Regions from separate parts of the Mus musculus genome. Here region 1 is linked to region 2. The links are chromatin contacts, called in public HiChIP or PLAC-seq maps. All regions are on one chromosome and are shown on one strand. Each heading gives the region's core, a stretch centred on a gene start, on an enhancer-like site or on the middle of the called end of the contact. The rest is flanking DNA. Distances are from core to core; before and after follow the strand shown. Region 1 has its middle 18 kb from the start of Zfp706. Region 2 overlaps Gm34472 (a long non-coding RNA gene).

Region 1 (6,343 bases), core at 251-2,750, 170 kb after region 2:
CAGTGGCCCACAGAGGCCACGGAGTACTGTTTTGTTGATCCCCTTCTACAAGAAGTGCTTTCACAAGATCTCAATTAAGCCTCATAACAATGCCAAAGGTAATCTTCACTGTAAAGACCACATGACTTCCCCCAAGATCACCTGTGTACTCTCCAGAAACTCAGACCTCTGCCAGGGCCAGAAAACTAGGTTTCTTAATTCCAAATGACAAAAATGTTCATTCCCTCCTCAAATGTCCAGAACCTAAAACAAGCCTGTCATCACCATGACCCAGTAAGAACGCCTGCACTACAGTAAGGCACTGACTCCCGTTACCTTCCTTTAGGAAAAAGATCTTTATCTGCCAGCATTTGTATGAAGACTGGAGAACACTTTAGAAAAGTAGACAGCATTGCTTACGCTGCTGGTAACCGACTGAGAGAAAGGGATGGCAGGGAGGGCGCACAGTGCAAGTAGGCTGCTCCTTCCCAGGCTTGGTGTCCCTGCAGTCACTTAAATCCCAGAATGCACTTCTGTGCTCAGTACTAACTGAAACAAATATCTATGAGTGTCTTAGACTCCTGCAGTGCTGGGCTGTACGGCTGCTGTTACTGCACACAAGGGAGAACACTCAAAACTCAGGTAGGTTGTTGTTTTGAAACAGGGTTTCAAAACAAGGAGAACCTTGTAGCCCTGGTTATCCTGGAGCTGTCTCTGTAGACCAGGCTGTCCTGGAACTCAGAGACGCACCTGCCTCTGCCACCTGAGTGCTGGATGTTTCTTAATGCTTTATTTTGATGTGCACCGGTGTCTCACCTGCACGTGAGTCTGTGTGAGGGCACTGAATCCCTTGGAACTGGTGTTACAGACAGTTGTGAACTGCGATACGGGAGCTGGGAAGTGAACCCGGCTCTTCCGGAAGAATAGCTTGAGCTCCTAACCACTGAGCCATCTTTCCAGCTACCAAAACTCAGTAGTTAACATCTCCCAGGTAGGGTTAATCAGGAGTCCTTGGCCTCTTCAGTTGTGTCACCAAGTCTTTATGGACAGAATGACTGAGGCAGTTCCCATCACTTGAAATGGGCAAGGCGGGGGCATTTCATGGTCATTAATTATTAGTGCTGGAAATCAGCTCTGAACACAGAAAGCTTGGACACTACTTTCAACCTTGAAAGGGCAAACATTTACCACTAAGGTTTTTCCTTATTTTAGACAAATTAATGAAGAATGAGTTGAGAACATTAACGAGAGACAAGCCTCTATACTTAGACCTAGGGTCAGCTTCCTCTGTTGATGCACTATTTTCTAGACCATCTGCTCCCTGGAGTCTGATGGGACTCACACTAATCTCAAAAGGTACACTGACGCTCTTAGGTCTTCAGTTAGACTTTCAGTAATCAAAAATACTAGCAAGCCCCACTTTTATGTAACCATGTGAGCCAGTGTCCCTTATGTAAATGGAGCTAGAGAGCTGTGACATCAGGCAGCAGGGCCTCCCTCACACAGGGAGCCTCTGCAGTATCAGTGGGCTATGGCATTTCCTTCAAGTGGCAGGGTCTATTATTAGAGCCTTTCATAACAGAGCTCAGTTAAACAGCGTTCTCCTGAGCTGCTGAGCTCTGCTGTTACAGCTTTTCAGGTACCTCCAGCACAGAGGCCCAAGCTTAGCCAGCAGAAGCTGCTGTGAGCAGGATGGCCACGGTTCCTAAGTCTTCCCTTCAGAAGCTGTGAGCTTGGGGGGAGAAAATTAGTGACACTTTTCATCTGAAAATCAAAACTGAAACTAATCAACCTCCCCCCCCCCCCCAAACCACCCAAACTCAAGAAGCATGCGGACAAGGCTGCCCCAGAAGGCTCTGAACCTTCTCAGCAGCAGGAGCAGCAGCTGCCAGTAGCCTAGGCTAAATAACTTGTCTGTGGTCAGACCAGGCTACAAAATGAGATGGATTCTCGAACCTATCCACAGCAGAACGAAACAAAGGAGAACCAGTGCCAACAGCCGGAGAGGGTATTTCACTACCTGTCATGAAGCATATTATATTACTTCCATAATTAAAAATTATTCCTAACCACACCAGTTAACAAACAGATACTAACAGGAAAAAAAAAAAAAAAAAACCCCAAACTGCTTAAGAGCCAAACTGGAATCTCCCTCAGATATGAATTTAAAACACAAAACCTGACATTTTCAACACTCATACCTAGCCCACCAGACAACCTGGGCCAGCAATGTATTTTCACAGCCAACGTTCCCAGAGAGCTACGCTTTAGACGGCTGACACGCCCATCCTAAAACCACTTACTATGTGTAGCTTCAGTTAAATGCTCACAAGGACTCAACAGAGGCACTGCCCTCATTTCAGGGGTCATGAGTGTGACTCGGGCAGTGTGAAGGTGAGCTTCCCACTCAGGGTCAGACTCGGGACAGCAGTAATGGGCATGAGAGCGGGCACAGCTGGGAGACCCTGTGCCACTTCCTGTTTCAGGGACCCTGTAGATTTTCTCCCAGTCGTGACATCCATGTACCAGACACAGACAAATACATATGGAACCAGACATCAGTTTAGACTTTAATTATGTTTATATTTACTTTGTGCGTAGGTCAGAGGATAAGCTGTGGGATCGGTTCCGTTCTTGCATCATGTGGGTTCCTGGGCATCAGGCTTGGCAGAATGTGCCTTCACCACTGAACCACCCTGCCAGCAGCCGGGGCATCATATTTTGGATCTACTGGCTGTAACTGAGCCCTTTCTTTCTCTAGAAAGTAGCCTGAATCACTAGGGAGTAAGATTCTTAGCAGAATACCCTTATCCACTGGTAAAATGATCACTAGCTAACCACACACCAGCACACAGCACAGTGCCCTGGGGAACCCACGTAGCACCTCTCAGCAGGTCTTATATGTGACACAATTTCCTGGGTTTTGTCTGTTCCTTTTTTTCCCCCCCAGACAGGGAGGGTTTCTTTGTATAGACTTGGTTATCCTGGAATTTGCTCTGTAGAGCAGGCTGGCCTGGAAACCAGAGATCTACCTGCCTTCCATAGGATCAAAGGTCTGTACCATCACACTCAGCAAATTTTCTGTTCTAAAAACCAAACAAAAAATCCTCCTCTTCCTCCTCCTCGGCCTGTGATATAGGAAAGAGATGGCTTCGATGCCAAGAAAGGTGGGCCTCAGAGGCTGGAGTCACTTGCCAACCCAACTCAAGCTGCCTTCTGAACTGCTGGCCCCTCTACCACTTCACTTCCCCATGCAAAACCTGGCTGGTTAACCCTAGCCAAGACAGCCGCTGTGGAAGCCATTATTAGTACTTTTTAACCCAGTACTTTTATTTCCAGGAGGTTTTTCATGAAAATAACCACTACTAATTTCTTGACTGTAAATAAAATGGACTTAGAGGTAGAAAAGGATATCATAGGCCAGGCGTTATTTCCCCTTTCCATCTACCAGTGTGTGGCTCAGATCTTCTTCTCTTGCTAGTCATTAAAATCTAGTGTATTTTATGTATGTACAGGATTTTTATAATCAATAATGCATAAAATAATACAATTTAGATATAGATTTGTTATGAAAATGTACTAAAATATATGTTCAATAAGTTATAAATTAAATATAAGTATATAAAGCATATGTAGGAAGGCTAAAAGCATATATAGTCAAGGCTAAAACACTGAAGAATATAGGCTGAACTACTGTGTATAGCATAACCATTCTATAATCATTCCTAAACATTTCAAGGCAACGTTTGAAAACACAAACTAAGTTTACAATGCTTAAAAAAGTGAGCAGGACACAGCACAGTACATTTTAAGCTGTGAGTACTTTCTGCTAAGTGACAGACAGAAATACAACTCCTCAGAAAGAAGGCCTGGTCACTAGTTTTGGTTATATGCACCTACTTACTTCTCAAGCTGGAGATTAACATCTGCTGGCCTTGTCACTCCTCCATTGTTTGTGAAGCCCTTTCCCTTGACCTTGGAGGAAGGCTGGGAGTACTGGATGCCAGTGTCAATCATGGGGACCATTTATAAGCTGCCCTGCCACTGAGCATAGACAGTCTTGACCTGACTCTCCCTGTCTTTGTTACTTCCAGCTCCTTCCTACCCATCCGTAATAGGCAGTCCAAAATTCTAATCTTAGCTCGTTTGTTCTTTTGACTACATATTGCCTTCAAGATATCATCTGTCTCAAAGATTTCATCTTTATGCATATCTATGCAAATCTCAGTTCAGTCCTGATTTTAAGCTCTAGTATCGTATTCCAAACTACATGCTAAGTGCTCAAGGAATGCCAGTGCCTCGTCCCGGTACCAACGCGCTGTCTCCCAGGCGTACCACGCCTTGGAATTTGACTCTAACGGCAGATGCTTTATACACAGCATGAACCCTTTTTCCTATTAGTTTATAAAGATTGTGTCTGTGAGTTGCTCAAAATGCTTTAGATGGAAAATAAACAGGAAAACAAAGTCCTGTTTGTCGTAGAACAGGACAGAGTGACAGTCCCCAAAGCATGCTGTGTACTAAGATGATCCACGGGGACATTAAGTGTATGAATGTTTATCTGCATATACATATGTTTACCACCCATGTGCCTGGTGCCCCTGGAACTGAAGTTCAACAGTTGTGATCCACCATGAGAGTGCTAGGAACCATAGCCAGGTTCTCTGTAGGAGCAACAAGTACTTTTAACCGCTGAGCCATCTCTCCAGCTTAGTGAAAATTTTGTGTTTGCTGATGGGACCTTTTAACTTCCCTGTTACATTAGCTGACCTGGATAATGGTCTTCCCCTATGATATACACGTTATTACAGTACATGTGCCAGATGATGGGTCTTTCTAAACTAGGCTTGATATCCAAAAGCCTATCTAAATGTGGCCCTGAAAGACCTGGTCAGAATGTACCTTATGGTATAGAACCAACCATGTCAGTGAGCAGTAGTTATTTCAGAAGCTCATAGCTGCTCAGTTTGCTAAGAAGAATGACAGTGAGTGCTTGGCCCCAAATGGGAACATTTATACCACCATGAGCTCAGAGAGCATCAAGGAAGAGAAAGCAAAAGGTAACAATCTGGAGAAGAGCTGACACTTGCTACCTTTAGGGCAGGACACAGCCATTGTAAAGAGGACTCCACAGCAGCTGGGCTCCCCTACACCGGACCTACATAAGACTGAGCCTGTCAACAGCCAATCACAAATCAAGGAGGAGCTCCCTGATGAATTATTGGATTCTGGGGAAGGGACAGTTATCTCCAGTTATGAACCAAATGGTGAGCCCACTAGGCTCCTTTGGACAGAGACAGCCCTGGTTAAAAACAGTGGGTCACCAAACAAAAGCCATGACTGTAGGAAAGGTGTATGTAGGAAGAGGTGACAGGGATGGGAGATGGAGGAGAGGGCGGGTGTGACCGTACTCAGGATGCATTACATATGCAAGTGTGACGCCTCGATTCTGACGGAATATCCTTCCCATTTAAAATTATAAGCAGAGAAGGATGAGGACATAGTCAAAACAGTCAGGAGAAGAACACAGAAGAAACTTGCTCAGAGAGAGACTCTGTGATAGCTCCCAGTGCTGTGGACTGTGGCTTGCACATACCAAGTGAGCCTGTTTACTGACTTCTCAACAAGTACAAAGCCTCGCTGTACTGCACTGCCCCAGCCAGCATTCGGGGACGGCAGAAACTCTAGGGAAAGTTCAAGGTCAGCCATTCTGACGCTGAATGGGAGCAGGTGCAAGTCCACTCACCAGGGCGCTGGGATCAGGCCCTAGGACAATGGAGGACAACTCCCTCGGAAGCAGCACTGCTCTAATGTACAAAGCCCTGCCAAGCAGTACTTCACTGGAAACAACAAAGATTGAGAATCAGGCATCAGTGTCACAGGATAGCTGGCTATCCACAGGAAGAATGGTTTGTGTAACACGTTTTCCACAAATCTAGGCTTGCATTGCTCTTTTAAAACAGGGAAGTCATGCTTGACCACACTGAGCCTGCTAAAAACAATGGCTTCCACGTGAAAAGATGCCAGGACAGACTGCTGCCATATTTTGGGCTCATGGAATATAATTTTCTTAAACCCTAAATGAATTTGCATTTATTCCACTTAATCAGGTACTTATTGGTTCTACTTCAGTGTTTCAATCTTCTGACCTAAAATTTACCTCCATACTTTGTGTAAACTGACCATTTAAAAGCACACTGGAAGGAACTGTTTAGGACACTTAAAAAGTAACATAAAAACCAATGAGAAGTACTTGTTACAGTTTAGGGGACGCTACATGGTTGCATACTCATTCAAGGCACCAGAAATAAGACCACTTCTATTCCAGCCAGCCAGAAAGAACCTTATACAAAATGACAAGAGA
Region 2 (6,331 bases), core at 771-3,270:
TTCAGAGGTGGGCTCTGAGTGAAGCCAGCTCTTCCACGAGACTCCCATCTCTCTCATTCATCGCCTCTATTCTGCCAGGCTGCACTGCCTTGCCTCTAGAGTGGTAAACAATCAACGACTCAAATAAAAGCACGCATGCCCCCTACCCCCTCATCTCCCAATAAAATCCCAGCTAGAGTCCCAGGACTAATCTCAAAGGTCTCCATTTTTACCTAGGGTTCAAGCTGACCAAACAGGAAGACCTGGAGGCACACGGGACCTTGGAAGCCCACTCCCTTCCTTGGCCAATCTTCACAACCATCTTCACACAGGCCCCAGGAAGTCTATTCATGCCCAGCAAACCCTGCTAGGCTGCCAGGGTCCTGCTGGCTGGCTCCGTGTTTCTTCCTGTTCTGCTGTGTCTTTTGTTCTTTTCCTCTGCCCTAGAGGAAAGGTGCTTGTTTCATATACTTGAAAATATATTTATGGGGCAAAGAAGAAAGAGACACATTAAGTAGATGGCTGTAGTAGCTTGTAAAATTGTCTAAGTGTTTCTAAGAGCTTTCTCAGAAGTACTGGAGGGCTGGAGATGAGTGTGGTGGGAGGGGAGGGGAGCCAGCTAATGACTTAGTCATGTAGGTCACTACACTTTGTGGGAGGAAATGGACTGGACTCCTATAGTAGAAGGGAGAAGTGAGGATGTGGTCGCTCCTTCTATGTCCCTGCCAGGCATGGGGCAGCTGGGAATAAGAGGGGGTAGTATTTATGGGCATCTAATTTGTGTTAAATTCAGAATTGCTTTGTGTAGGAATTAAACGGCTTGGGGGGAAACTGACCTGGTAATTAAGTGCACACACACACTTAGCTGTGGCGCTATAGGAAGCCCCTGTCCTTAGCACTTGGGAAGGACAGAAGTATAAGTTCTGATGTTTGTCCTTGTACCCTGTCTACACAATGTTTTGCTCTCCTAGGCTGAGGAAAAGAACTGTGTAGATCTGTGCCTTGCTTTCTCACTTCAACTTTTGGACAACCCCAAAGGTCATTTTGAAGAAGCAGGGCTCAGAAAAGGAAGGTCACATGTTCAAGGTCATCCAGTAGAGCCAGAGAAGAGGCCCGGCTCCCACACCCACACTGAACCCTTAAGACCTTCCTGCCCACCTCTGTCTAGACTGAGGCTTCCTTTTCTGCTGAGGCCCTGGGGATGCCCCCTCAGGTGAAAAGCCAGTGGCCCCACATCAGCTCCAAGACAACAAGCAATGTGGTAAGATTTTGTTCCAGTTTTTTAAAAACTTTGTGCTGTATTTTATTTATTGTGTGTACGTGTGTGGGTACACATGATGGCAGACAGCACGTGTGGACGGCAGAGGGCAGCTTCTGGGAGTCGGCTCTCTCCACCTGCCTTGCAGGTCTGAGGTATCAAATTGAAGTCATTAGACATGGCCACAAGTGCTTTACATATGGAGCCATCCTCATGGCTCTGTGCTTTGTTGAGGCAAGGTCTTGACATAGAGCTCTGACTGGCTTGGGATTCTCTGTGCAGCCCAGACTGGCCTCCGGCTCCTTTGCATCAGCCTCCTAGCGCTGGGGTTGGAGGGGAGACACTACACATACTTTGAGATCTTTAGGGGTGGAGAATATGAAATCTCTCTTGTTTAGCAATACACACACTAGTAATAAACCAAAGGATAAAATATGGGGCATATCAGAGAGTAACAAGTGATGTAAGATAAACATAGCAAATAAGAGGATGAGGAGCACAAGCCACCCAGGATTTGTTTGTTTGTGTCTTGACGCTGTGCCTTCACTCCCCTGGCTTCTCTAGGACCAAGTCTGTGAGAGTTGCTTCAACTCAGCGCCTTCTACACCACCAGCCTCTGAACAGCCCAGAGCATTTATTGGCTGACCTCAGACCACTATCTTTGAGCTTACTGGTGTAGAAATAGTTTGCTTTTTAGAAGAAGAGTTCTTTGTACTACTAAATGGCCCTTCACAGGAGGAAGTGAGTGTTTATTTTCAGGGCGGGCTCTCTACTCGCTAAGGTCTTATCGGAACCTGATGCACACTGGCAGTGTTGAGTGGAGAGCCTGTGTGAGCAAAAAATAGACCGTGTTGGTCAGCAATGGTGAGGCTTATCCCTTTTATGGAAGAGGTGAGAGGGGGAAATTAGGAGGTCAGAAATAATATCCATGTCAGAAAAGGGGACAGGAGGAAGCAATGGGAGGGAGCAAGGAAGGAACAGGACAGAAAGGGAACGGCCTGCAGTGTAAAGACTGGACAGGACAGGAGAGCAAGGCCTCAAGACTGGGGGAGGGCCATGGAGTTGGAGGACCGTTGGACAGAGAGGACTGTGAAATGGGATTATGGGAATAGGGATGTCCCAGAGCAGGGAGGACACAGAACTGAAGCCACGTAGGAGAATCCTAGTTGGTAATAATAGTCAGGGAGGTTATCTGCCCTCATTCCTCTTCACAGACTTTCCCTTCAGAGGATTCTCGCCTGCAGGAGCACACGAGAGACAAACCTAGGGTCTCACACAAGCAAGGCAAGTGCTCTACCACTGGCCTCGATCCTAGCCCCCACATTCCTTTCTCTACTCTTTCTTCTAGAACAGGGCCTAGCTAAATTGTTCCATACAGCTTCTGACTCACTGTGTAGCTCTGACAGCCTTGGCTTTTCAATCCTCCTGCCTCGTCCTCCTGAGTAGATGGTGTGAGCCACCAAACTGGGCTCTGTTTTTTTCTTTTTCTTTTTTTTTTTACTTCTGGAGCTTGAACCTACAGGACGTCTTGAATGCCGGGCACGTATTCTTCTACCTCTGAGCACTCACACCGCTCTTGTTTTTGTGAGACAGGGTCCCCCTGCTCCAGCCTCAGGAATGCCGGGATTATAGCTATGTATCACCACAGCTATTCAGTGAAACCTTTTCTGTGACAGAAGGCTGATGTGGAAATTTCTGGTTGTGTCAGGAAGATTCATGTGATCTTTTGCTGAAGCAGACCCATGAAAGGACACATGATATTTGGAGAGAGTATAAGTAGGACCCAACAGACAGTGACAGGGTGACTGCATAGCCAGCCTTACAACACTTCTTGATCTTTGCTGATCTTCACTTCATTGAGAGAGAGAGAGAGATGGCAGAGAACTTCTCGTGGCATTCCAACTGTTTCTGGCCACTCCAAACCCCTTCACACACATCCTGCCCTGCTGACTTGTGCCAACTCATCAGAGGCCTGGCTGTTTCTGCTGGATCATGCCTGCTACTGCAGATTCATGTTTGATATCCTGACACTACTGAACTGGGTGGTTGGTCCATTGACAATGAGGATTGGAATCGCCCCAAAGAGCTACTTCTAAACAGGTCCACATTCCCTTGTCCTATTTACTGTCTTTTCTCTCCTACCTTTGGATGGTAGGCTAGAAAGGGCGTCAAAGTGTTTGAGAACACTTATTAAAGTAGGTTTTTAAAAATCTAAGCCATAGAAAGGTCCAGAAAGACCCTTGGGCTCATGGTAGTGCTTTGCAAACAGGTCCCCTCGCATTGAAGTTAGCAGTAGAGGCCAGGCAGAAGCAAGGCAAAGTTATAGTAGTTTCCAGCTGTATTCACTCACACATATCCCCCAGAAGCACTGAGTTAAAAGCCAAGAATGAGAACTCCTTCTGAAGATCACTATGTGAAAACTGGAATTTGTTCAGTGTCTCCCTTAAGGGCTAAGGGTCCTTGTCTGTCCCTGGATGGTGGCACCAAGCCCACTTCCTCTTTGACTCATAGAAGAGGCAGAGAGAGCAAATGACTCTAATGGAACTGGGTGGCAATTGACAGCCAGATTGAGGAAAGCTGACTCTAAGCATGCAAAGACAAGACCTCTAAGCAATCCACGCTGAGTGCCAAGTGCCCCTCCTCCTTGTGTGCTCTCCTTCTTTCATGAAGGCCTGAACTCGTGTGAAGGTAGTGCCGTGTATGTTCTCGGGTAATCAGGGCTGCAGAGTCCGAGACCAGACCTGCGGACTCGTCGGAGACCAGACCTACCTCTGTCAGCTGTGACAGATTCCAGTAGGAGCAGGATTTTCTTTCTTTGATTCTCACAGACACTCCAGGAATAGACAGAGACATGGTGTCCTAAAGTAACTTAGTCCTGTGGGAACTTAGCTGGATTCTAACCTTCTGTTTGTACTCTTCTCTCTGTACCTGCCTGTTCCTAGGGAGTCATCAAACAGTGTGACTCCAGGGCACGCACTCAGAGGGTGAGGACTGTGTGTGTGTGTGTGTGTGTGTGTGTGTGTATTTAGGGTGACTTTCTCCATTTTTCTACTACTGATGACATAGTTCCCCAATTAAAAAATATTTTGTGTTGGTAGATTTTTAAAATAATAAATAGAAATAATGTTAATAATATATTTACAAAGCATTTCATCTGTGACTTCAGCAAAAATAAAATAAAAACACTGTAATGTGATTATAAGATAAGTACTAATTAATATAAGATTAATAATAACATTAATGCAGATATGCTATACCCATCTCTAGGTCTCTTGCATGTGACCCTGACCCAAGACTTCTGTTGCTTGCTGACTTTATTTTCTAGTCATTGGCCTTGAGAAACCAAATACTTGAAGTTATGGAAACAAAACTCTCCCATATTTTTTTGCTGCTTCAGAGGATGGGAAGTGGTTAGCCATCAGAACACTCTGTCTTTTTGAGATGCTTATGGCTAATAGGCCAAAGTGAGCCCTGGTGAGAAGTGTTTATTTAATTTATTGTGGTTTGTTTGTTTGTTTGAAACAGGGTTTCTCTGGGTAGTCCTGGCTGTCCTGGAACTCTGTAGACCAGGCTGGTCTCAAATTCACAGAGATCCTCCAGCCTCTGCCTCCCCAGTGCTGGGGTTAAAGGTGTTCGCTGCTACATCTGGCACACAAAGTAACATGTTAATTACTAAGTTCAGCAAAGTATCCCCCAACCCCTCCTTGCTGTGTGTTGACATTCTGAGGAAGTCTTTCCTACAATTAGAGCAAGTATTTAGGGAAAGGCGCCTTCTCCAGCAGTGGTCTCTGAAGCCTCATCTTTCAAAGATGCTGTGGATGACTGGGTAGGTGGTCCCTGTTTTGTTTGTGATACTGGGACTGAGCATAGGGCCCCATGTATTAGAGGTAAGTGTTCTACGCTGAGCTATATCTTCAGCCCTTGGGATTCATGGTTCATAATCTACCAACAACCAGTGAGGTTTTGGCCAGCCTGTTTCATAGAGAGTAGAAGGTATTAGAGATTGCAGATAAGGGTCACCAATGTGTGTGAGGAGAGTGAAGAGAAAAGACATTGAGAGTTGCCAGCAATTGTCTGAAGGAGAGATGGTTACAATTACTAGCCCAGAGATGTTTTCAACACTTCTTCCTCTACCACCCAGGTATGTGCTCTCCCTCCACACAGGTGAGCTTCCGAGTGCCAAGAGATCCCAGAAGGAGACAAGGATTACAAAAGCCCAACACATCACAGCAAATGTCCTCAAATGAAAAGAATTCCCAATACCAAACAATGCCATTAAAACTCTATCTAGCACGACGGTAGAGGAGATTCGATCCTCTCTGTAGAGTGTTCTAGAAAGAAAAGCTGTGATGGCAACTTGACTGGCCTAGATGATTCCTAAAGCCTAGTTCTGAGAAAGTGTTTTCAGAACCTGTCCTGTATGGACTGGCACTATCCAATAGGCTGAGGGCCTAGGCAGGGCAGACAAGGAGCAACACAGCCTTCTTCTGTCTCTCTGCCTCCCTACTGACATCAGGAGGTGAACAGCTTCCACCAACACACACTCTCCTGGTCATGATATTCTTACCCCGTAGGTCTAGGGAGCATCAGGCAGAAACTTCTGAGAACATGAGATAAATAAACCTTCTCTCTTAGCTTCTTTCCCTTGAGTATTTGTTATCATGGCGAGAGCTGACTAACACAGAGAGGTCTTCTAAGAAACCATGAATGAGTGGCCATTTTTGGTTTGGTTTGGTTTGGTTTTCGAGACAGGGTTTCTCTGTATAGCCCTGGCTGTCCTGGAACTCACTTTGTAGACCAGGCTGGCCTCGAACTCAGAAATCTGCCTGCTTCTGCCTCCCGAGTGCTAGGATTAAAGGCGTGTGCCACCACCGCCCAGCAAGTGGCCATTTTTTATGAATCTGTTCCTCAGGCTTGAACACTTGGGCTCTGATAATCCCCCTGCCTTAGCCTCCACAGTAGCTGGGATTACCACTTAGTGCCCTGGTTTCAGGGATCACCATGGCAAGCGCATTCCCCTCTGCTCCCGGTCCTGAAGGCCTTAAAGACGGTTTCTTGCTGCAAGTCATGGAAGAAAGGGAGTCAGGTATTCAC

Evidence for each region. HiChIP or PLAC-seq counts read pairs in DNA pulled down with a chosen protein or histone mark.
Region 1: an H3K27ac HiChIP or PLAC-seq map of the HPC-7 cell line shows a contact between it and region 2, with 6 times the contacts expected there. The contact joins two enhancer-like sites. A contact is called at or near these places in 12 of 39 promoter capture datasets (the C10 cell line, the HPC-7 cell line, cranial neural crest and 8 more), 5 of 484 Hi-C or Micro-C datasets (CD4 T cells, bone marrow-derived macrophages, double positive thymocytes and 2 more), 12 of 115 datasets of contacts at active chromatin or transcription factors (the HPC-7 cell line, craniofacial prominence, embryonic forebrain and 7 more) and 1 of 9 other capture datasets (embryonic stem cells).

The regions. Positions count from the first base shown.
Region 1 is chr15:36,985,856-36,992,198 of GRCm38.p6, forward strand. No RefSeq gene overlaps it. Among named protein-coding and RNA genes, the nearest start is that of Zfp706, 18 kb to the right of the region's middle. Within about 2 kb of position 1,501, at least 74 of the 459 cell types and tissues checked have an H3K27ac peak or open chromatin away from gene starts, as enhancers often do. A contact at or near this core is called in the HPC-7 cell line, where this site is marked.
Region 2 is chr15:36,818,276-36,824,606 of GRCm38.p6, forward strand. All of the region lies in intron 1 of Gm34472 (a long non-coding RNA gene), which reads right to left. Among named protein-coding and RNA genes, the nearest start is that of Gm34472, 21 kb to the right of the region's middle. Within about 2 kb of position 2,021, at least 41 of the 459 cell types and tissues checked have an H3K27ac peak or open chromatin away from gene starts, as enhancers often do. A contact at or near this core is called in the HPC-7 cell line, where this site is marked.